Regions from separate parts of the Mus musculus genome. Here regions 1, 2, 3, 4, 6 and 7 are each linked to region 5. Evidence: chromatin contacts called from public HiChIP or PLAC-seq and promoter capture Hi-C data. All regions are on one chromosome and are shown on one strand. The core of a region is the stretch at or near the end of the contact, and the rest is flanking DNA. Distances in the headings are between cores, read along the strand shown.

Region 1 (2,700 bases), core at 1-2,500, 500 kb before region 5:
AGGTGTTTAATGATTGTTCATTAACTTGAGTTTTCTCACTTTCTATTTTTTTAACGTGCTAAAGCATATATGGGTCACTAAAGAACACAGCCACTTGACCTGAAGAAAAAGGAACTCCTCCCTTAAATGCTGTGCTCGTGGACACGCTCTTGTGCCTCAGACAGCTGCAGTCACGTGGTTCTTAATTCAAACGCGCATGTGCTTCATAGAGTGGACACGAGACTCTAGTGGACACATAAGCTTCCTCAGGGCTCATGGTGAGGACATTGCCTTCCACATGGCATCAGAAAAAAACGTAATGTGCCTTTGCGTGTAATGGACATCCTCCTTGATTGTGGGGAGACAAGGATGATCTTAGATATACGAAGAAACTGGCTTAGGTGTCGTGACTGCTCTGCAGGTCTGTGCTGTCCAGGGGAGTCGGTGGGCCATGGCCAATGCCATAAAACTGTTTTCTTATTTTCATGGCTGTGCCATCCTGTATTTCTAGAGTTGTAGAAATGCAGAGCTCATGAATGACCACAGAAGCATGAAGAAAAAGCTACAGTTAAGATGGACTAGCACAGGTTCAAGGCAGAGGTCAAGACTTCTCACTTACGATTTTTTGCTATCACTCTGAGCTATGCAGACTTAAATATGATGCTAAATAGCTTCTACATTGTCCCTCTGTGCTCTTAAAAAAAAAGAGGTGGGCATACTCTGGCATTATTTTTTTTTTTTCATTTGCTTTTCCTAACCAAAAAGAACTGCTTCTTAGCTTTTATTTTTTAAATTCAGGTTTCCGTTTATACCATTGAACTTTCATTAAAATTTTTTTTCAGAACTTTTCTAAACATCTTCTTGATAATGTAGCTTGGTGCATGTAGGTTTTGTGTTTGTTTGTTTGTTTGTTTGGGGACTGAGCCAGGGTCTTGGGCATGCTGGCAAGTATTCTACCATGGCGAGAGCTTCCCCTTGCTTGATGCACTTAAAACTGACTTAATTTCCCTGCTTTATCATTGTCTTCTAGGTGTTGGAGACATTGCCCAAATGTAGGCACCTGTGTTATAAAGTTATACTCATAACCATAACTGTTAAAAGCACAGTCTGGAGGCAGACAGTTGAAACTGCGGACCACACTGGCTCTTCTCTTCAGACATCATCTGTCTGTTTCGTGGTTTGTAGTCTGATTGTGGTTAGAAACCTGGGCACTGATTCACGGAAACATATTTACATGGCAAATGATTAATCAATGCAGGTGCTTGAGTTATTGTGAGGTGGTTCCCCACTGGAGAACATCTTTGTGTTCGTTGTTGAATCACACAAACCCAAGACATCTGTGGTTTGACCACTTCAACGTCACACTAAAAGTACAGTTGATATTACCATTCTACTTAGGGGTGTATCCTTTAGTTGCAGTTAGTGGGTGAAGTCTGGGAGCCAGGCTCCTATTCCAACGCAGCAGTCCTAAGTAATTTAGGCTGCCAGAGCTTAAGAAGAGTCATTGCTTTCATTTTCTATGGACATCAAAAGAGAACATCAGCTCATCAACGGCAGCCGAGTTTCAGATGCTGCGCTGTTATGAAGCCAAAGGGGGAAATTGTACCTTTGCTTGTTTAAGCAAGGATAAGAGAATTTGTTTATGTTCCTTCCTTCTCAAAAACCAAGTTACCATGGAAGATGTCATCTTTTATACACCTGTTGTGTCTAAACACTAGACCTGAAGACCACCCAAACAATCTGTTACAAGTGCCTAAATAAATAAATAAATAAATAAATAAATAGAGTGGCAGTTGACAAAAGGATGTCAGACTTTTTGTCTGACACTCACCACTCCTAAGCAGAGCATTCACTCTGACTCCTGAGTTCTTAATTGTGCCAGGTACTGTGGAAGGTGCTGGGCATGTGCTAACTAAAGCACATGAACAGAAAAAGATAGTTAGTCTAACGCAGAGCAAAGCCTCCTGCAGTTGAGGCGAATGTAAAACCCAGGATAAAGCACAATAGAGTCATTCCTGCTTTGGAAGAGAACAAAGAATGCCCTGGAAAGACTCTTTAAAAAGCAGCACATGGTGGCCCATGGCTAGAACCCTAGCACTTGGGAGATTGAGGTCAAGGGGCCACAAGTTCAAGACTAGCCTGAGCTAAACAAGACCCAGTCTAAAACAAACAACAACAACAACAAAAAAATGAAAACAAGAGAAAAGTAAACAAAAACAAAAAAAGCAAGAAGTCAGCAAGACGACTCAGCAGAAAAAGGAACTCCTTCCACAAACACACCAACCTGTTTTAGCCTTGAATCTATATACAGGTAGGAAGAGAAAACAAACTCATGACGTTGTCCTTTGACCTGCACATGATTGCTGTGTTATGCTCAAGTCTCTCTCTCCCTGCTCCTCCTTCTTCTTTTTCTCCCTCCCCCTCCTTCTCTCTCTCTTCCTCTTCTTCCCCCTACCATGCACACACATAAATATAATACGAAATAAAAAGTTTAAATTAAGAATAAAGACAGAGCTGGGCATGGTGGCGCATGCCTTTAATCCCAGCACTCGGGAAGCAGAGGCAGGCGGATTTCTGAGTTCGAGGCTAGCCTGGTCTACAGAGTGAGTTCCAGGACAGCCAGGGCTACACAGAGAAACCCTATCTCGAAAAACCAATAAATAAATAAATAAATAAATAAATAAATAAATAAATAAATAAATAAAATAAAGACAGAGTCTT
Region 2 (2,700 bases), core at 104-2,603, 270 kb before region 5:
TGGCTTACTTTTATATGCATTCTGAGAATAACCCATTGCGTGCACACAGCAGAGTCTTTCTTCCCACAGTCCACGCAACCAGTTAGCTCTCTGAACTCTGCTCATCATTTTTCTTCTCTCCATATTTTGGCTTCTGTGGCAACGGATGGTGCCCCCTCCACACATCCCTGAGATCTCTTAGCGATCACTCTCTGAGCACTGAGAATAGCAACACCCGTTTAGAGAATCCAATTTGATCTCTAATATGTATGTCCTAAAGTTAAAATCAAAACCAAACAAACCAAAAAAAGACCTATACATATCCTTAAAAAAATGTCTTGATGAGAAAAGAACATAAAACGATGAGAGAATTACCTTCTCAGGAGGTGCTGTTACCACTAAAACCAGAAGAGAGAGGTGAGAATTAGTACAGTGAGCAGAGCACAACCCACTCATCAGATTTCAGATTTCAAAAGGAATTAGGAAGCCAGTATCTCCCCCAAACAATTACGAAGCAAATTAAGTCAAACGTGGAATGCCAATCGCCTGGTACCTGGGAGGATTTTACACATGAACGACGAAGAACTTTTTGTGCCTCTCATTGTTCAGCTATCAAGGTTCAGAGATCAAAGGTTCAGAGACATTCATTCAAAATTAAGAAAATTAACCTCAAGTTTAAAGAAAACACTTCCTGAAAAGTTGTTCAATGCTTAATCTTGAGTTTGGGCAACTTCCCGTGTTTTAGAAAACAAATGCTTCCAGTACTCAGAAACCCATCTGAAGTCAGTGTTCAAAAAGAATGACAATGTTTCATAGAGACAGGAAAATGGGTACTGCATTTTTTAAAATATAATCCAGGCTTCTGATTATTGTCATGCTAACTGAATCGAACAAAAGCCACACCTCATAAGTCAATAAGAGACAATTACTACTTAGCATTAATATAATTAGCAACTTAACTATTACTCAATCAGTAATGTTATTGTGGTGGGGGTGAGGTCTTCATATTTTTGAAATGCTTGTTTTCATTAAGCAATTCCTAGCACTGGTCAACAGCTTTGTTTATTACTTGGAATTTTCTGAGTCACTATGTTTCCTTAACTATTAGCAAATAAATTGGATGTATTAATTCCAGGAAGAAATGAGCCTACCAGATAAATTAAAAGCACCACTCTTTCAAGGGGAGGAAGCTAACTGTCTTTCTACCCTATGCAACCCATTGTTAAGGAATTCTAGAGACAGATCCATACTTATGCCTACCTCCTTCTGCTAAACAAAGGATGAGCAACCAAGCCCCGTGGTTCTCAACCTTCCAAATGCTACGACCCTTTAACCACCCTTATGTTGGGGTGACTCCCAACCACAAAAGTTACTTCATAACTGCAATTTTGCTACTGTTATGAATCACAATGTAAATATCTGATAAGCAGGATGGTCTTAGGAGAACTCTGTGAAAGAATTCTTCAACCCCCAAAGGGGTTGTGACCCACGGGCTGGGAATGGCTGACCTAGGTAGACAGAGACAATACCAGGTGAGGTCCTACTTGCTCTGCTTACCCAAGAAAGAATTATACCACAGTAAGTGACCCAGTAGATATTGGCCAGAAGGCACCATGCTCAGAGCCCAGAACAACCTCTGCTACTAGGGAAGGAGGTAATGCCTAGTTCCCACATGACTCACAAATGGGCAAATCTTTACCTAAGAATTAATGGCAAAAGCCAACAAGAACATTTTGTTTTATTTATGTTTTTAGAGGAAAGAGATACATTCCTTACAGACCAAAACCTGTTCCATTTTTCAGGAACAAGGCTTTTCTGTGGTAATCAAAATAGTCAATATACATTATACACTAAGGAGAGAAGAAAATATTTCTTGGGGAGAGGGCAAGCAGAGATTAAAACTAGAGATCACTAGACTTTCTGCCCTTAGTCATGGGTCCCATTATACAATTTTTATGACACACAACAAGTCATGTCTCTGAATCTGTCACAAGGTAAATGAGAGGACTTTCCCACAGCCCTCCCAGATGCCTGAGCTGTCTGGTTCCTACTTTCTGGCCTGTCACCTGGCAGCATCCCTCCTGCCAGCTACCACCTCACAAAAGCTCAGTCCACCAACATTTTTAAGCCTGTGGATTCTCCTTTATACAGTAGAATTCTGGACACGGAAATGAATTTGTACTGTTCCCTGAAGACAAAAATTCCTCTCCAGGAATAAACATTAAGTTACTATAGCTCCTAAACTGCAAAACATTGCTCTGGAATTCCTATGGAGTATTGTTACCCACTAGGAACACACACCACAGGGTGCCTCTCAGTCAGGCAAAATGGTCCATACTGGATCTAAGGATGTATTCAATATTCAGGGACCTTTTTAGTATAGTGTGTGTGTGTGTGTGTGTGTGTGTGTGTGTGTGTGTGTGTGTATGTGGACCTTTTTAGTATAGTGTGTGTGTGTGTGTGTGTGTGTGTGTGTGTGGACCTTTTTAGTATAGTGTGTGTGTGTGTGTGTGTGTGTGTGTGTGTGTAATAAAAGTCAAAGGACATTCACACTGCTAAACATCCTACAACATCCAATATAGCTTCCTCATCCATTAAAGAATTACACAATTGAAAATGTCAGCATCATTAAGGATCAGAGGCATGCTCTAAAGGGATAAAAACAAACACCAAAGTACAGATACAGAGATGTCTGGCTAGAACCCACATCCAACATGGAAG
Region 3 (2,700 bases), core at 150-2,649, 340 kb before region 5:
TTGATTTTTCTGCCACTGTCTTAGTCCAGCCTAGCAGCTTGATTTAAACAGAACATAAACCCTCTTCCTGACGGGGACGAGAATTTTCTCCTTTCCATTCCTCCTTTTCACCTACCTTGCCTTCCTGAATTGAACCGAAAACTCAGTGCAATTATTTCACATCAAAGCCAGCAGCTCTTCCTCATGGCATCTAATGTGGCAAGTTGATTGGGCTGCTCTGAATGCCCGCAGGAAGCTGGGATTATAGCAAGTTTACAGATTGTAACAGGGAGGAAGGGTTCTATCCTGTTACTGACTTGACAGAGGCCACTGCTAACTCTGGACTTTCTAAAGTGGGCATCTGTCAAAGAGATAATGTTGTTCTTTGCACTGCAGCCTTTTTGGGGGTCTGGAAGCTGAGCAATTCTTCAGTTAGCACTTCCATGCTGATGGATTCTCAGACTCTCTCAAAGCTTTAGCTCAGTCCTGGTGAAACATTTATCTAAGACCAAATAGACCCAGCAGTAACACATGAACTTGCTATCACTGCCCTCCGCATATCAGCTCCATTTCTCCTACACACCCTTCTTCAGCACTTCCAACTAGACACCCGTACCAGGAATCTTAATGCCAGCCCTTCCCTTCTGCAACTCCCTCTGCTGTCCTAAGCCACCCTTTGATCTTTCTCAATATTCCCTGTATTCTAGCTGGCTTCCGTATCTCCAGTCTTGCCTCCCTCTAATCCACTCTTTACCTAACTATTGCTGAGGTGCTCTTTGTAAATGTTAACCCATGCATGCCACTCCCTTGCTCAAAGTGTTCGCCATCTTCTTCTTGCTAGAGCACAAGGCTTCCTTCATCGGGCTCCTGGCTACCTGTGTGATAGCAGTTCTCAGAAAACCTTCTCAATTTGAACTCCATCCCTGTAGATGACCTTGTATAAGGGCTCCCTGACCTTAGAATGGTATAAACTCTTTGCTTGATTGGCTCTTCCACTCCTATTTTTTTCTCAGAAATTCATGCTGATCCTTCCAGAGTCAGCCTAAGGGGGCACCTCCATCATGGCACCTCCCAGACAGATACCAGGCTACTCCTCTTTTTCCTGTGCCTGTATTAGGCTTGAAGGGTTGGGGAACCTTCAACACACCCTCACCAGCAACTTATTTCTCTACTAAAAGGAGAGGAAAAGAGTGAATTCAGCTGTGTGAAATCCATTGGATTCTCAATCCAGATTCTTAAAATTAGATTATCTTGCTTTCCTTGTTATTAATTTCATGCCATTCCAGCAGATGATGGCCCTTTATTACTGTTCACCAGCACAGGAACTGAATAACTAGCCTGAAGGTGAACAAGCCCCCAGCTGGCTATGAATTACTGGGCGTCTTGCAGACTCAGTTTACTGTAACAATGACTCACCAAGCAAGTTTAGATGAGTAATGTTTTGGATCGGAATGAATAGGCAAAGGGAATGTGAAGTGCCTGCTGGAGACTAGCTGTTCAACAATTAATATTTTATAAAAATGATATAATGCGGCTCTGCAGTTTCTTGTTTTCAACAGTGAGGTGAGGTAATGGCTTCACTGAAGTACAGCGCTGGTTTCGCTTCTCAGAAGGGCCAAACCAGAGCTCTCCTATTACGCTAGACCCTCAGCTCTTTGTTTCAATTCTTTAATGGCCTACATACAAATATTTCACTTTCTTGATATTGTGAGATCTCAGATCTACTTTCCCCTCATCTATCTGGATAGGTGGAAAACATCATCCTGTTTTGTCAAGGTTGACTCTGAAACCTGAGACTAATTTTTGAGGTCTCTAAATATCATATTTTTCTTTGCCTGATATCAACATTTCTACATCAGTTTTATTGATCCAGTAAGGGTCATGCTAGAAATTATCACTAGTAATACTATCCCCAAAGCTAGTCATCTGTTGGAGTTGCTGTCAGTAATTGCTCGGTCCTCAACCCACACGTATGAAGCATGTTTTCACAAGAACTGCTAATTTCTTATATTGCTCTGCTCTTCATATATTTTTACTGAAAAAAAAAAAAACGGAACAGCAAATACTGATGTTTCAATGTAAACAAAGTCAAGATTTAACGATACCTACAAGCCAGTGAGTAAGTAAACTGACCTCCCCCGCAAAAAAAAGAACCCTCCAAATATTAGAAGGATAAGTGGAACACAGCTCAGGATGCCTGGAACTGACAGCGCCTGTATGGAAGCTGTGACAGTGTCAATGGCTGACAAGTCCACATTTGTCAGGTTAACCTGTTTTGTACATTTGCAAGTTTTACAATGAATATATTCTCTTTACTGCCCCAAAAATTTCCCAAAACCTTCTATGGTAAAACAGAACTCCAATGTCCCTTCCTTCCTGCATAACACTCACTAAAGGTCACCCATTCTTTACCCGCTCACTTTGGTAACATGAACAATGAAATCAGGGGAGGAAACAATGGAAGACTCAATGTGATTTTCTAAATAGAATGGGTAGGGCAGCTTATATACAGACAAAGAAATTAAATTGCCAGGGCCTAGCAAACACAGAAGTGGATGCTCACAGTCAGCTATTGAATGGACCACAGGGCCCCCAATGGAGGAACTAGAGAAAGCACCCAAGGAACTAAAGGGAACTGCAACCCTATAGGTGGAACAACAATATGAACTAAGCAGTACCCTGGAGCTCTTGTCTCTAGCTGCATATGTATCAAAAGATGGC
Region 4 (2,700 bases), core at 123-2,622, 430 kb before region 5:
CAGCACAACAACAACAACAACAAAATACCCACTTAAATTCTTTCAGCAGAGAAAAGGGCCAAAGAGAGCCACCATGACTTAGAAGGAAGCCCCGGGCTCCGCACCAGTTCTGGTGGGCTCACAGTTCTGCTTTTTTAACTTTGCTATCTTCTTGCTGCAAACTCTAAACACACAAATCTCATGCAAGGAGAGGCAGAAAGAAAAGCAACCTGTTTCCTTCTCAACAACTGGCAGAGCCTACTTCTTGGTCAGTCACTGTGCTGACATCAATCAAGCGTCATTACCACGCAAAGGTGGAGGTTATCTGCCCTGGAAGCACACAGGCTCATCATTTAAACAAAAGCATTCACGTAATGCCAAGGGATGTCCCTCGGCATGTCCCCAGAAGCCTTCCAAGTTTTTGTGAGCATCATCAACTCTTTTAGGTTTATTTAATTTCCCTCCCACCTTTCCATTTCTAAGCACAAGGATATTTTTTCAAGACCCTCAAAATTTATACAGCAGAAAGGTTTTGGAAAAAAACTCAGATGTAAATAATTGCTATGAATAATTCCTGTCTCTGGAAAAGCTCAGGGCTTGGATGTTGCCTTTATGTTTTAGAAGTTCATCATTGTTTAAGAATGATTGATTAAGAAAGGAAACTTTGTACCAGATGAATTTTCATCTTCACAGCTGTACACAAAACTTAAATTTCAGCAAAATAACTTCAGCAATGGTTTGGTTGTGTTTAAAGACATGGTTATTAAGTATATTCTAAACCAGTATTCCTCAAAGAAGTGACCGACAGATTACTGACCAGCCTGACACAAAGCACAAATAGTGTCAGGCAGATGTTTTCAAAAATGACCGTCAGGGAGATTATAGATGATGCTGAGATTTAAGGAAGTCACCACAAGAAAACAACTTCCGTAAAATACACACTTGCTACCAGAAGCTCAGGATGCCATTGCTGACTCTGACGGCTGGCTACTCTTCAGAGACACAAGCAAAGCTCGTGTTACAGTTATAGTAGGACCTGCCCTCAGATCACAAATATTGCCTGTGCCCAATAAGCAAAGCCAAGGAAACGTGAGAAATAGCAAGACGCAAACTTAAAAGGGACACATACCCGAATCCGCAGTCATGTAGTCAGTGGAAGTTCACAAGAGGTGTGGATCCTCCTTTCACCAGGTTCTTGAAAGTCTCTTCAAGGTGCCTGAACCCCTCAAGATGGCTGGGCTCCCCCTGAAAGAGCTGTTGTCCCCTCCATTGCTCAAGTCCAATTCATAAGTGAAGAGGAAAAGCAAAATAATAAAAAGAAGAAGAAAGAAAGAAAGAGATTTGCAAGCCTATTCGTGCCCAACAAACCACTACCTTGAAGGGGCTAGGCTTTGAGCTCAATGAAGTAAAGGCTGTTTGGCTAAATGGCAGGCCCACTTCCTCCTATTCTTTCCCTACTTAGTTTTCCGGCCTCCAGTGGAGCGCTGTTTTTTTCCCCTTTCCTGTGCTATAAATAAGCTGCTGCTGTGAGTACCGAGGAAAGAGGAGGCAGGAAATGTATTTGATTTCAAAAGGCAGTCAGAGGTGTGTGTGTTAGGTGTGTGTGTGTGTGTGTGTGTACAGTGTGCATGTGTGTGTGCGCACGTGTGCATGTGCACACATATGCATGTATGAGTGTGTGTGTGTGTTCCTTCCAAGTCTGCACTGGTAAACACACTGAAGAAAATTTAACCTAAATAATTCAACTTTAGTGTGAGCCATTGAGTTGTGACTTAACTGGTCCCTCAGTCTCTACTTGACTAGAAGTTGTCACTTCCCACCAGCGAAGCTTGAATTCAGAAATAATAGCATTTTCTGTGTAAACTACCACGAGCAGATTCACACTGCATCCTTCATTTCCTGAAAGACAAATTTGTGGGAGTGGGGGGGGGGTGCCTGAATACCAGGAGGAAGACCTGGTTCTGTTCTGTTCTTTTGCTTTCTGTCTTATTTTTTTCTTTCCTTTCCTTTCCTTTCCTTTCCTTTCCTTTCCTTTCCTTTCCTTTCCTTTCCTTTCCTTTCCTTTCCCTTCCCTTCCCTTCCTTTCCTTTCCTCAGACAGTTTAGACGATGCCTTACTACACAGCCCAAGCTAGGCTCAAACTCGTGATCCTCTTGCCTCACCGCTCAAATACTAGGATTACAAAGTGAGCACCATGTCAGACTCATTCTCTCCTTTCATTTAAAAATATGTTGAGGCTGGAAAGCTGACTCAGCAGGTTACAAGCACTTGCTAGCAACCCTAGGGGCTAGAAAGTGTTTTCCAGTACCCATAGAATAAGCCCAGCATCCCACAAATGCCTGTAACTCCAATTCTGAGAGTGCCAACACCCTCCTCTGGCCTCTACAAAGTGACCCCTCCAGTGTGTGTGTGTGTGTGTGTGTGTGTGTGTGTGTGTGTTCACACACACATGCAGAGGAATTATAAAAGTCTTTAAGAGAAAAAGTAGAGAATTTCTTGAGTCAAAATACCAAAAAAAAGAAAGAAAAAGAAAGAAAGAAAGAAAGAAAAGAAAAAAGGAATATACCTTCTGAATCTAATATGAATGGGAAAAACAGACATAGCTTTTCTGCATTCTTGCAATCCAAATTCCCTCATATTATTGACAATGCAAGCAAACCCCAAAATAATAGCATTTTTTCCCACATAACAGACGAGCAGCTAAAACTTTTGCTAACTTCT
Region 5 (2,700 bases), core at 119-2,618:
AACTTGTGATTAATGGGGTTAAAGCCGTTCAGTGGGGATACTTACCAGCACCGAATAACAAACTTTAATTCCTACTGCTGTTCACGTGGAGTCTCACCCCCAGCCCCTTACCAATTTAGGACCCACAGGTGCCAGGAAACCCAAGTATACAATTTCTGGGATGCTCAAGGAGAGCTGGGTCTTTAGAGCCAGCTTTCACTCACAATCCCTTTTTCATTAGGTAAACCAAAATAAAAAACCGAGTTGCAAGAAGTTTAATTGATGCCTTGGGATTAAGCTGTAGTGACTTCATGTTTACGCCCATAGTCTAGGAGCAGAAGGGTTTGCGCACAGGAGGTTACGCCCCGGGGAAGAAATAAATGCCTTTTGTGTTTCCCCCGCAGCTGGGTAACAATGCACTGAGAGTTAAACACCAGTAAAAAGTGAGCGGGCTTCCCCCGTGCCCACCCCTTCCCGCAGCGCCTCCGGCGGGGAGGAGACGGTTCCCGGGCCTCGGCGGGTCCCGGCGCGCGAGGCAGGCAGAGCGTGGGCTTACCCCTGCAGCTGCTGCTTCTGCTGAACCTGCAGTCTGGAGCCCCCGGCGCTCTGAGCGTCCTGCTGCACTTGGGAGCGCACGACTTGCCTGCCATGTTTGGCGAAGCGAGTGACCGCGGTCTGAGCACCCGCCTTAGAGTGGAGCTGCCGGCTGGGCCCCCCCGGACGCGCGGGCTCGGGTGGCAGCGGAGATCGGAGCCCCGGCAGGGCCGCGCCGCCGGGCTGGCTGGTGCGCCGGGTCCGCTCGGCTGGGGGCCCAGCCAAGGCGCGGCTGGAGGCGGCTGTTGAGCTCCGGCTGTACCTGGCGTCCAGTGCGACGTTGAAGGTCCGCGGGGGCCCAGCCAGAGGCAAGGCTCCGGCCGGCAGTCCCGGGCCCGGGCGCACCACGTACGTGATCCTCCGCACCCGGCCGTGCGCAGACCACGCTAGCAGCCCTGCCCAGAGCAGGAGACCCCACCTGAGCCAGGCTCCCGCCATCGCGGGCAGTCTCCGGCCGCGCGGCTCGTCCTGCCCCGGCGCGCTCCCTCGGTATCCCCAAGGACTCTGCGGAGAGCCCGTGCGCCGCGGGGTGGAGACCAACTGGGTGGCCGCAGGGGAGGGAGCTTTGCGGGCGGCTGAGCGGCAGCGGACCCCAGCCGGGAGTGGAGGCGAGCAGGGGGCGGGAGTTGGGGTGGAGAGGAGGGGAGGGGCGCGAGCTGCTCAAGGTGAGGGTCCCCTGGCTCAGACGAGGTGTCGCCGGGTGCGGCTGGGGTGCTACGGGCGCCAACCCCGCGAGGGTGAGCAAGGACGACCGTGAGCGCTGGACGCTCAGAGGCAGCCCCGGCTGCAAAGTCTTTTAAAAGTTTCTTCTCCCCGGTGGAGCCCTGTGTCAGATCTGAACAGCCAATCTGCAGCAGACGTGACGTCAGGCAGCAAATCCTAATTGGGGAAAGCTCGAGATGAGCCGGAGAATGAGCCGCCACCCTCCGCATCCAGATATTGGGGCTATGGGTCGGGTGGACAGGGATTCCCGCTCCCCAGCGCCAGGAAAAGACAAAGGGCTCAGCAAGGTGAGGGAACGGCCCTTTCCTTCTAGCAGCCGGAAAGGATTCGAGTAATACAGTTTGGAAGCGCAGGCACTTTTACTCGAGTTTGCTCGGATACTGTCTGCAGAAGTTGGATTAAAACACTAGGTCCGGTCCCAGAAAAGGCTATCCGAGGTAGCGTGAGCTGTCCATTGGAAAGTGATTAGCTCTATTAGTCTGAAGGAAGGTTTTCTTTAGGACTGCAACCTCCGGAAGACTTTGTGGTACCCTGCTCCTGACATTGGAGGGTCAAGAATGCGGGATGGGCAGCAGGGGGCGCCCGTGTAGATGAAGAAAATCGCAGAGGCTGCCCTGCCGGTGGTCCTTGCAGTGGAGTGGAATGGAGCATTTAGGAATTTCTCTCTCTCTCTCTCTCTCTCTCTCTCTCTCTCTCTCTCTCTCTCTCTCTCTCGTGCAAAACAGAGTTTGAAGAAAACCAGGAAATGACGTCTTTACTGCTAACATCTGAATTAAGACAATGTCAACAGAATGAATGCTGTTTTTACATGACTGCAATCAAAAGTCCATGATAATAACTGTATATTTTTTAAAACAATTTTTTAAAGGCCCGGGACTGGAGCAATAATTCAGTGGTTAAGTGCACTGGCTGCTCTTTCAGGGGACCTGGATTAGATTCCCAACCATCCAAAATTCCAGTTCCAGGAGGTTTGATGCTCTCTTCTGACATTCAGGCGCCCATACACATATTCAGACAAAGCAGTGACACACATAAAATAAATAAATATTTTTAAGTGAATTAAAAAGGGTCTTTTCCCAGGCTTGGGTTTTCTCACATATTAGTAATTTTGATTGTTCTTTGTTTGAGGGTTTTCCCTGCATCCGCTTAGGACAACTGATAGCAAGTGAGAATAATTTCAGAAATACTGATAGTGGGAAAAATCATTCCAAGCTGAGGACTAATCTAGTCACCTACTTTTCTCTGCACATTACAGAAATACTGGTGAGCGTTTGCTCTGAGGGAAGTGGGCCTGGAGGCCAGCAGCCTGAACACAGGCTTCCAGAAGGAGCACTGTCTGAGAGAGTCACTACCATCAAAGAAATAGCTCTGGTCGCGGGGAGGAGACCAGGGCTCCAGATAAAA
Region 6 (2,700 bases), core at 55-2,554, 320 kb after region 5:
CCAAACACAAGGCTTTCCAATCCCAAGACTTTCAATGAAAAGAAAAAAAGTATGTTCTTGAGCTACTACAGTTAGTCTCAGCATATATAGAAGAAATCAATTCTTATTTTAGGTTCTTTTCTTTGAGAGAGGGTCTCATTATGTGGCTCTGGCTAGCCCACAACTTGCTACTGGCTGGCCTGAAAGTCACAGAGATCATCTGCTTTCACCTTCCGAGTGCTGCAATTAAAGACATGTGCCACTACACCTAGCCAAGATGCACATTCTACAGCAAGAAATTTTTTTTTAAATCTATTAGGGTTTTTTAAAATTAAGATTTATTTATTTTATATGACATCCTGTCGTTGACACACCAGAAGAGAACATCAGATCCAATGCAGATGGTTGTGGGCCACCATGTGGGTTGCTGGGAACTGAACTCATGACCTTTGGAAGAGCAGCCAGGGCTCTTAATCGGTGAGCCATCTCTGCAGTCCCAAGAAATACTCTTAACTAAAACCTGACAAAGAACAAAACCTACCAGACAATGAATTCGTAAGTACAAGAACTTACCTGAAAAATGAGAAAAAAAAAAAACAGACAGTTCTCAATTACGTTTGTTGTGCAATAGAAAAAAATATATAATTTCATGCAATGAAAAAACCAATCATGTAGAACACTACTGGCCTTGATTGGCTTGCCGCAGATTGGCGGTGGCGGCGTGGACGATCTCAGCAGTCCTCTGGATGTCGGGGACCAGAAGCGCAAGTCCTTCGGGCTCTTGATCAGGCGCGTCCGGCTTGACTCCGGCTTTCACATTTTCCCTTTTAGATCTGAATTTGATTTTAAACATGGGAAAAATGCAAGAAAAAATTAAGTTTTAAAACTGAAAATAAAAATACAATTCAACAACAGAAATGAAAACTGACAGACTATGCGCTACATTTGTCCCATGTGATGAGCAGGGAGGCTAGTCACAGTCATTACTGCTTTGGAAGCCTAATGCTTAAGATAACAAAAGTATAGGTAGATAGTTCCTATCTAGTTAAAAGATAAAAAAAGAAATATTACATAAATATTAGGCTAAACAACCAAATGTTTGCTATGCCCTTAGACCCACACTTAGAAACCCTTAACTCTAAGTACCCAGAGGTAAAGGAACCAACTTAGTTACCACGCCTGTGGTAAACTAAGAACCTATTGTCTTTTAAAAGCCTTAGAATCAAAAGGACATAGCAATCTAAAATACTACTTGTATTCACTGAGTATGCTGATTTCTGAGAACAAAAGAACTCAGTATTTCAGAGCACACAGTAGGACCCCAAGTGAGTCTCTTACAAGACAACAAGTGCAGCTGCTATACATCTTTAACACCAAGTGGTTGTACAGAGGATCACTCTGTTACTTCTTTTCAGGATGTAAAATGACCCAACACTGTATCAAACTGTATCAAACACTGTATCAAACACTGTATCACAACAGCACAGCGTGACAGCCAAGGCTTCAGCGAACAAGACGCAGTGTCAGGTCAATGTAAGATTCACTAAAAATAAAAGTTAAGTATTTCTTTTTCTTCTATTGCAACTCTTGACACTTAATAATTAACTATAGTTTAGATCTTCAAAATAACTTATTCTTGTTAACTCAGTTTCAAAACAAACAACATAGATAAATAAAAACATAGATTTTGAAGGAAAAATCTAAACTATATGGCATTTTTTACATAAATACCTACCAACACAAAGGTTTTACCATTATATTAAAATATTTTACCCATAGTAGGCATGAAGCCACAGAGAATCTTTGTTGTTTTGAGTCAGGTTTCTCTGTGTAGCACTGGGTGTCCGGGAACTCACTCTGTAGACCAGGCTGGCCTCAAACTCAAAAGAATCACCTGCCTCTGCCTCCCCAGTGCGGGGATAAAAGGGATGTACTAGTTTGCCTGGCTGAGAATAAACTTTTAAATTTAGAATGTTGCAGAATGTAACAAAATAATATGCCATGTACAGACAAAAATGAACCTTGTCACCAAGGCAAACCTTCTCAAAAGCCATTCCTTTCGTAACTGCAGGGAGACAGGAAGTAGCAAACTAAGAAGCCGCTCTCACAGTGAGCAGAAGCAAATAAATACAGCACACAGGCACGTGCTCTCAATTTGGTTCCAATGTGTCAAAGCTGCACATGTAAACGTGTCTACTATCTCTCACCTGGAAAGGTGACCTAACTAATAAAGTAAAATGTGTCACTGAAACACTGTCCTTGTCTTTCCTCACACATAAGAAGTCAAGGAAAACAAATGGCTACTTTCTTTTGTCACCCAGAAACTAACTTAGCATCTGTTGAGACTGTACAGCACCGCAGTGTCAATCTCAATGCATGTACCTATGTACCTACACATGAGCACACCCATGCTTACCAGTAAGCAGAGAACAGGCAAGGGTTTAAAGCTGAAATACCAGATACTTCTACTTCTCGAGTAAACCAAAGACACGGTGTCTCGTAATTCTGAAGTACACTTTAGCCTACAGCTCAACAGGAATACAGGCCCTTCCTTCCTTCCTTCCTTCCTTCCTTCCTTCCTTCCTTCCTTCCTTCCTCTTTCTTTTTTCTAAAGATTTTTTATTCTATTTATATGAGTACACTGTAGCTGTCTACAGACACACCAGAAAATGGCATCGGATCCCATTACAGATGGCTGTGAGCCACCATGTGGGTGCTGGG
Region 7 (2,700 bases), core at 154-2,653, 470 kb before region 5:
TGCCTTAGATTGATGGCTGTGTCTAACTCCATTCCTAGCTCATCAATTTCCCTTTGGGCCAATTGCATTGGTCTCTCTGCCACATTACAAATGCTCCAGACAGGGGAAAATGCAATTAAAATCACTTACACATTCTCTAATGCAGTTGCTTGTCTGTGGGGTTGAAAAAAATTAAGCGGCGAGAAAGTAATAACTAAAAGGAAGCTCTGGGAATAGATATAAATTTCCCATGTTATTTTCCTCCCGTGGGTAGTTCTCTGCCAGTTGTACCAGGAACACATCCTTAATTAAAACTCTGACTGTATTTATAGTCTTAAAGCAAATCAATGTCATAATAATATGGCACCTTATGGGGTAGTTATGGGCCAGCTGATTAAGGGAAAAGACGGGACAACATTTGGGAAATAAAGAAGCCTTCAGAAAATAAAAGTACCAATCCTATTAAACAGAAGCTTAAAAGATATTAGTGTAGCTGCAGCAACCTGAATCCTGTCACAAACTAGACATGAATAAGATCCTTCTATTACAGTAGGGGCATCAAGATTTACACTGCTTTGAACTCCGCTGACCGAAATGAAATCCATAATGGTAAAACCATCACCAACCATCTCACTGTCTTTCCTTCTTTTATAAATGTTCTCTTGTATGCTCTTGGAAGGTGCCGAAAATTCTGTTTATTACAATAACCAGTAAAAAGGGGGAAATACCTTTTGGATCAGTTTATGAGTCAGTTCAAGACTTTTTTTTTTTTAATTCAAAGAAAGTAGCCCTAAACAGTCATACTACAAAGGTTATTATAATGTTTTATTTATTATAAAACAGCATACATTTATATTTTCCCTGGCTATTACTATGTATAGCTGCACTCACAACTACTAGAAGCCACATACAGCTGTTTTTATGATCTTACCAACATACTGATAATGGTGCTAGTCAATAAACAATGAACTTGTTGGAGAACTGACCAACAGTAAAGAGTCTCAATTAGTCTAGTGAGCTAAGACTCCTCACACTGAGCAAGTGACCACAAGGAGGAAAGGAATAAGCACGTCGGAATGCACACTTGCCCCCTGGATGTGCGGGTGTTGTAGCCAGCAGAACTCCCAGGAATTGCTTTTCTTAGGCAAGGAGAATATATGCAAGAGAGCAGGCTGGACTATTTTAAATGTAATCAATTAATTATATTAATAACTTTTATATCTAAAAAATGGGCCCTCTCAAAGCTGATGTTACATCATGCCGTCATTGCTGAGACTTCAACCAACCCACACCAGTGACGAAAATGATGACTAAATTCCACTACAAATGTTATCTGAAGCCAATATCTTTGTGTCTGTGACTAAGATGGACTTATTCTTCAAGTCAACTGCCCATAAAACTTACTTAATACCACCAACAATACCCATCAGCCAGCACACCACAAACTAGTCATAAACCAATGCCTAACAGAAGATCATGACAAGGTACAGCCTTTTTCACTACAAAAGACAATTCAAAATGTGCACTTGAATGATGTAATTGAACCCCGTCTTCGCCTGGATGACAGCATAAACAGAGAAATTCCTGGGATTCGGGGCTAATAGATTGTTTACACTGTGTAGAATTCTGCCTGCACGTACTTCCTCCATGACTGTGGACAAGTTACGTACATTTTCTTATTCTCAGTCTCCTCTCTGTAAACAATGGGAATGATGCCCACACCCCTACTTGAAATTGTGGCAGTGAGAGAGAGTGCCTAGTGCCAGTGAATTCCCATGTAAACGGGCATTCTCTTTTTTCAATCCCAGAGATGAATTCAAAGACCAAAGCACAGTGACTTTACATACCACAGACTCTGAAGGGACAAAGACCACATGAAAGAATAGAACACCCAAGATTTTAGGTCTCATAAAGTAATGAGAACATGACAGCATGATGGCTGACTCCTATAATAAATGAGCAACTGATATAAAGGGGAAATAAGGGACCATGGGGCTAGCTTTTGGAGAACAGGTGTCTGTAAAGCATGCAATCTTCCAAGACAGACAAAACATGCTCTGTGTCCTAGGATTCCATTCCCTATTGCAAAACATCAAAGAAATCAAGCAAGCATTTGATGTCAAAATTCTGAGTCCATTCTTTATGTCTCTGCTAGCGTTCACTAAATTATGCCATTTCCTTGGGGAAAAAAAAGCATTTTCCATCAAAGATCAGAGCCTTCATATCCTCAAGGTTTTATGTCTATGAAATGCAACCAACCATGAATGTACAGTATGTTTCTCAAAGTAGTGATATCTGTACTGAACACCTTTTGTTCTTTTCATTATTCCTTAAAGAATATAGGATAACAATATTAGGTCACATCTCCAAGTGAGACACAGATGATTGAAGTCACACAGGAAGATCAGCATAGGTTATATAAAAAACACTGTGCCCAAGCCGGGCGTGGTGGCGCACGCCTTTAATCCCAGCACTCAGGAGGCAGAGGCAGGCAGATTTCTGAGTTAGAGGCCAGCCTGGTCTACAAAGTGAGTTCCAGAACAGCCAGGGCTATGCAGAGAAACCCTGTCTTGAAAAAAACAAACAAAAAAAAAAACCACCCAAGCAAACAGACAAACAAACAAACAAACAAAAACACTGTGCCCCTGAACAGGAAGGATCTGGGCATCATGATCATGCATGGTGTTCATGGAGTCCTGGAATCTATCACATAAGGACACT

What was found. Promoter capture Hi-C pulls out the DNA fragments that hold promoters and counts their contacts. HiChIP or PLAC-seq counts read pairs in DNA pulled down with a chosen protein or histone mark.
Region 1: an HNF4G HiChIP or PLAC-seq map of pancreatic cancer cells shows a contact between it and region 5. The contact joins the enhancer-like site here to the promoter of Ltbp1 in region 5. A contact is called at or near these places in 6 of 39 promoter capture datasets (the HPC-7 cell line, HPC-7-derived erythroid cells, cranial neural crest and 3 more) and 2 of 115 datasets of contacts at active chromatin or transcription factors (forebrain and pancreatic cancer cells).
Region 2: a contact with region 5 is called in an SMC1A HiChIP or PLAC-seq map of the NIH/3T3 cell line, with 10 times the contacts expected there. The contact joins the enhancer-like site here to the promoter of Ltbp1 in region 5. A contact is called at or near these places in 7 of 39 promoter capture datasets (the 3T3-L1 cell line, the HPC-7 cell line, HPC-7-derived erythroid cells and 3 more), 1 of 15 datasets of contacts at CTCF or cohesin (the NIH/3T3 cell line), 3 of 484 Hi-C or Micro-C datasets (the HPC-7 cell line, cumulus cells and pancreatic cancer cells), 2 of 115 datasets of contacts at active chromatin or transcription factors (fetal liver and pancreatic cancer cells) and 1 of 9 other capture datasets (adipose tissue).
Region 3: a contact with region 5 is called in a FOXA1 HiChIP or PLAC-seq map of pancreatic cancer cells. The contact joins the enhancer-like site here to the promoter of Ltbp1 in region 5. A contact is called at or near these places in 3 of 39 promoter capture datasets (the HPC-7 cell line, cranial neural crest and hippocampal neurons), 2 of 484 Hi-C or Micro-C datasets (bone marrow-derived macrophages and muscle stem cells), 4 of 115 datasets of contacts at active chromatin or transcription factors (embryonic hindbrain, embryonic limb bud, pancreatic cancer cells and 1 more) and 1 of 9 other capture datasets (liver).
Region 4: a contact with region 5 is called in a promoter capture Hi-C map of the HPC-7 cell line. The contact joins the promoter of Rasgrp3 here to the promoter of Ltbp1 in region 5. A contact is called at or near these places in 12 of 39 promoter capture datasets (the 3T3-L1 cell line, 3T3-L1-derived adipocytes, the HPC-7 cell line and 6 more), 1 of 15 datasets of contacts at CTCF or cohesin (the NIH/3T3 cell line), 2 of 115 datasets of contacts at active chromatin or transcription factors (embryonic forebrain and pancreatic cancer cells) and 2 of 9 other capture datasets (adipose tissue and pancreatic islet).
Region 6: an H3K4me3 HiChIP or PLAC-seq map of embryonic stem cells shows a contact between it and region 5, with 15 read pairs. The contact joins the enhancer-like site here to the promoter of Ltbp1 in region 5. A contact is called at or near these places in 11 of 39 promoter capture datasets (the 3T3-L1 cell line, 3T3-L1-derived adipocytes, the HPC-7 cell line and 7 more), 1 of 15 datasets of contacts at CTCF or cohesin (the NIH/3T3 cell line), 21 of 484 Hi-C or Micro-C datasets (CD8 T cells, the G1E-ER4 cell line, the HL-1 cell line and 12 more) and 10 of 115 datasets of contacts at active chromatin or transcription factors (astrocytes, cardiomyocytes, craniofacial prominence and 6 more).
Region 7: a contact with region 5 is called in an HNF4G HiChIP or PLAC-seq map of pancreatic cancer cells. The contact joins the enhancer-like site here to the promoter of Ltbp1 in region 5. A contact is called at or near these places in 3 of 39 promoter capture datasets (the 3T3-L1 cell line, the HPC-7 cell line, HPC-7-derived erythroid cells and 1 more), 1 of 15 datasets of contacts at CTCF or cohesin (the NIH/3T3 cell line) and 4 of 115 datasets of contacts at active chromatin or transcription factors (embryonic stem cells, forebrain, pancreatic cancer cells and 1 more).

What each region holds. Positions count from the first base shown.
Region 1 is chr17:75,503,776-75,506,475 of GRCm38.p6, reverse strand. The region is part of intron 9 of Rasgrp3 (RAS, guanyl releasing protein 3); the gene reads right to left. Among named protein-coding and RNA genes, the nearest start is that of Fam98a, 47 kb to the left of the region's middle. Within about 2 kb of position 1,250, at least 22 of the 459 cell types and tissues checked have an H3K27ac peak or open chromatin away from gene starts, as enhancers often do. A contact at or near this core is called in pancreatic cancer cells, where this site is marked.
Region 2 is chr17:75,276,629-75,279,328 of GRCm38.p6, reverse strand. Ltbp1 (latent transforming growth factor beta binding protein 1) reads right to left here. Exons shown (of 34, transcript NM_019919.4): 13 at 355-377. Among named protein-coding and RNA genes, the nearest start is that of Rasgrp3, 160 kb to the left of the region's middle. Within about 2 kb of position 1,353, at least 20 of the 459 cell types and tissues checked have an H3K27ac peak or open chromatin away from gene starts, as enhancers often do. A contact at or near this core is called in the NIH/3T3 cell line and pancreatic cancer cells, where this site is marked.
Region 3 is chr17:75,343,985-75,346,684 of GRCm38.p6, reverse strand. All of the region lies in intron 24 of Ltbp1 (latent transforming growth factor beta binding protein 1), which reads right to left. Among named protein-coding and RNA genes, the nearest start is that of Rasgrp3, 91 kb to the left of the region's middle. Within about 2 kb of position 1,399, at least 37 of the 459 cell types and tissues checked have an H3K27ac peak or open chromatin away from gene starts, as enhancers often do. A contact at or near this core is called in muscle stem cells and pancreatic cancer cells, where this site is marked.
Region 4 is chr17:75,434,577-75,437,276 of GRCm38.p6, reverse strand. It overlaps Rasgrp3 (RAS, guanyl releasing protein 3), which reads right to left and starts at 1,372. Exons shown (of 17, transcript NM_001166493.1): 1 at 1,109-1,372.
Region 5 is chr17:75,004,197-75,006,896 of GRCm38.p6, reverse strand. It overlaps Ltbp1 (latent transforming growth factor beta binding protein 1), which reads right to left and starts at 1,368. Exons shown (of 34, transcript NM_019919.4): 1 at 536-1,368. The coding sequence starts at 1,011.
Region 6 is chr17:74,687,330-74,690,029 of GRCm38.p6, reverse strand. It overlaps Birc6 (baculoviral IAP repeat-containing 6), which reads right to left. Exons shown (of 73, transcript NM_007566.3): 66 at 667-812. Among named protein-coding and RNA genes, the nearest start is that of Ttc27, 29 kb to the left of the region's middle. Within about 2 kb of position 1,304, at least 4 of the 459 cell types and tissues checked have an H3K27ac peak or open chromatin away from gene starts, as enhancers often do. A contact at or near this core is called in embryonic stem cells, where this site is marked.
Region 7 is chr17:75,469,429-75,472,128 of GRCm38.p6, reverse strand. All of the region lies in intron 1 of Rasgrp3 (RAS, guanyl releasing protein 3), which reads right to left. Among named protein-coding and RNA genes, the nearest start is that of Rasgrp3, 35 kb to the right of the region's middle. Within about 2 kb of position 1,403, at least 13 of the 459 cell types and tissues checked have an H3K27ac peak or open chromatin away from gene starts, as enhancers often do. A contact at or near this core is called in pancreatic cancer cells, where this site is marked.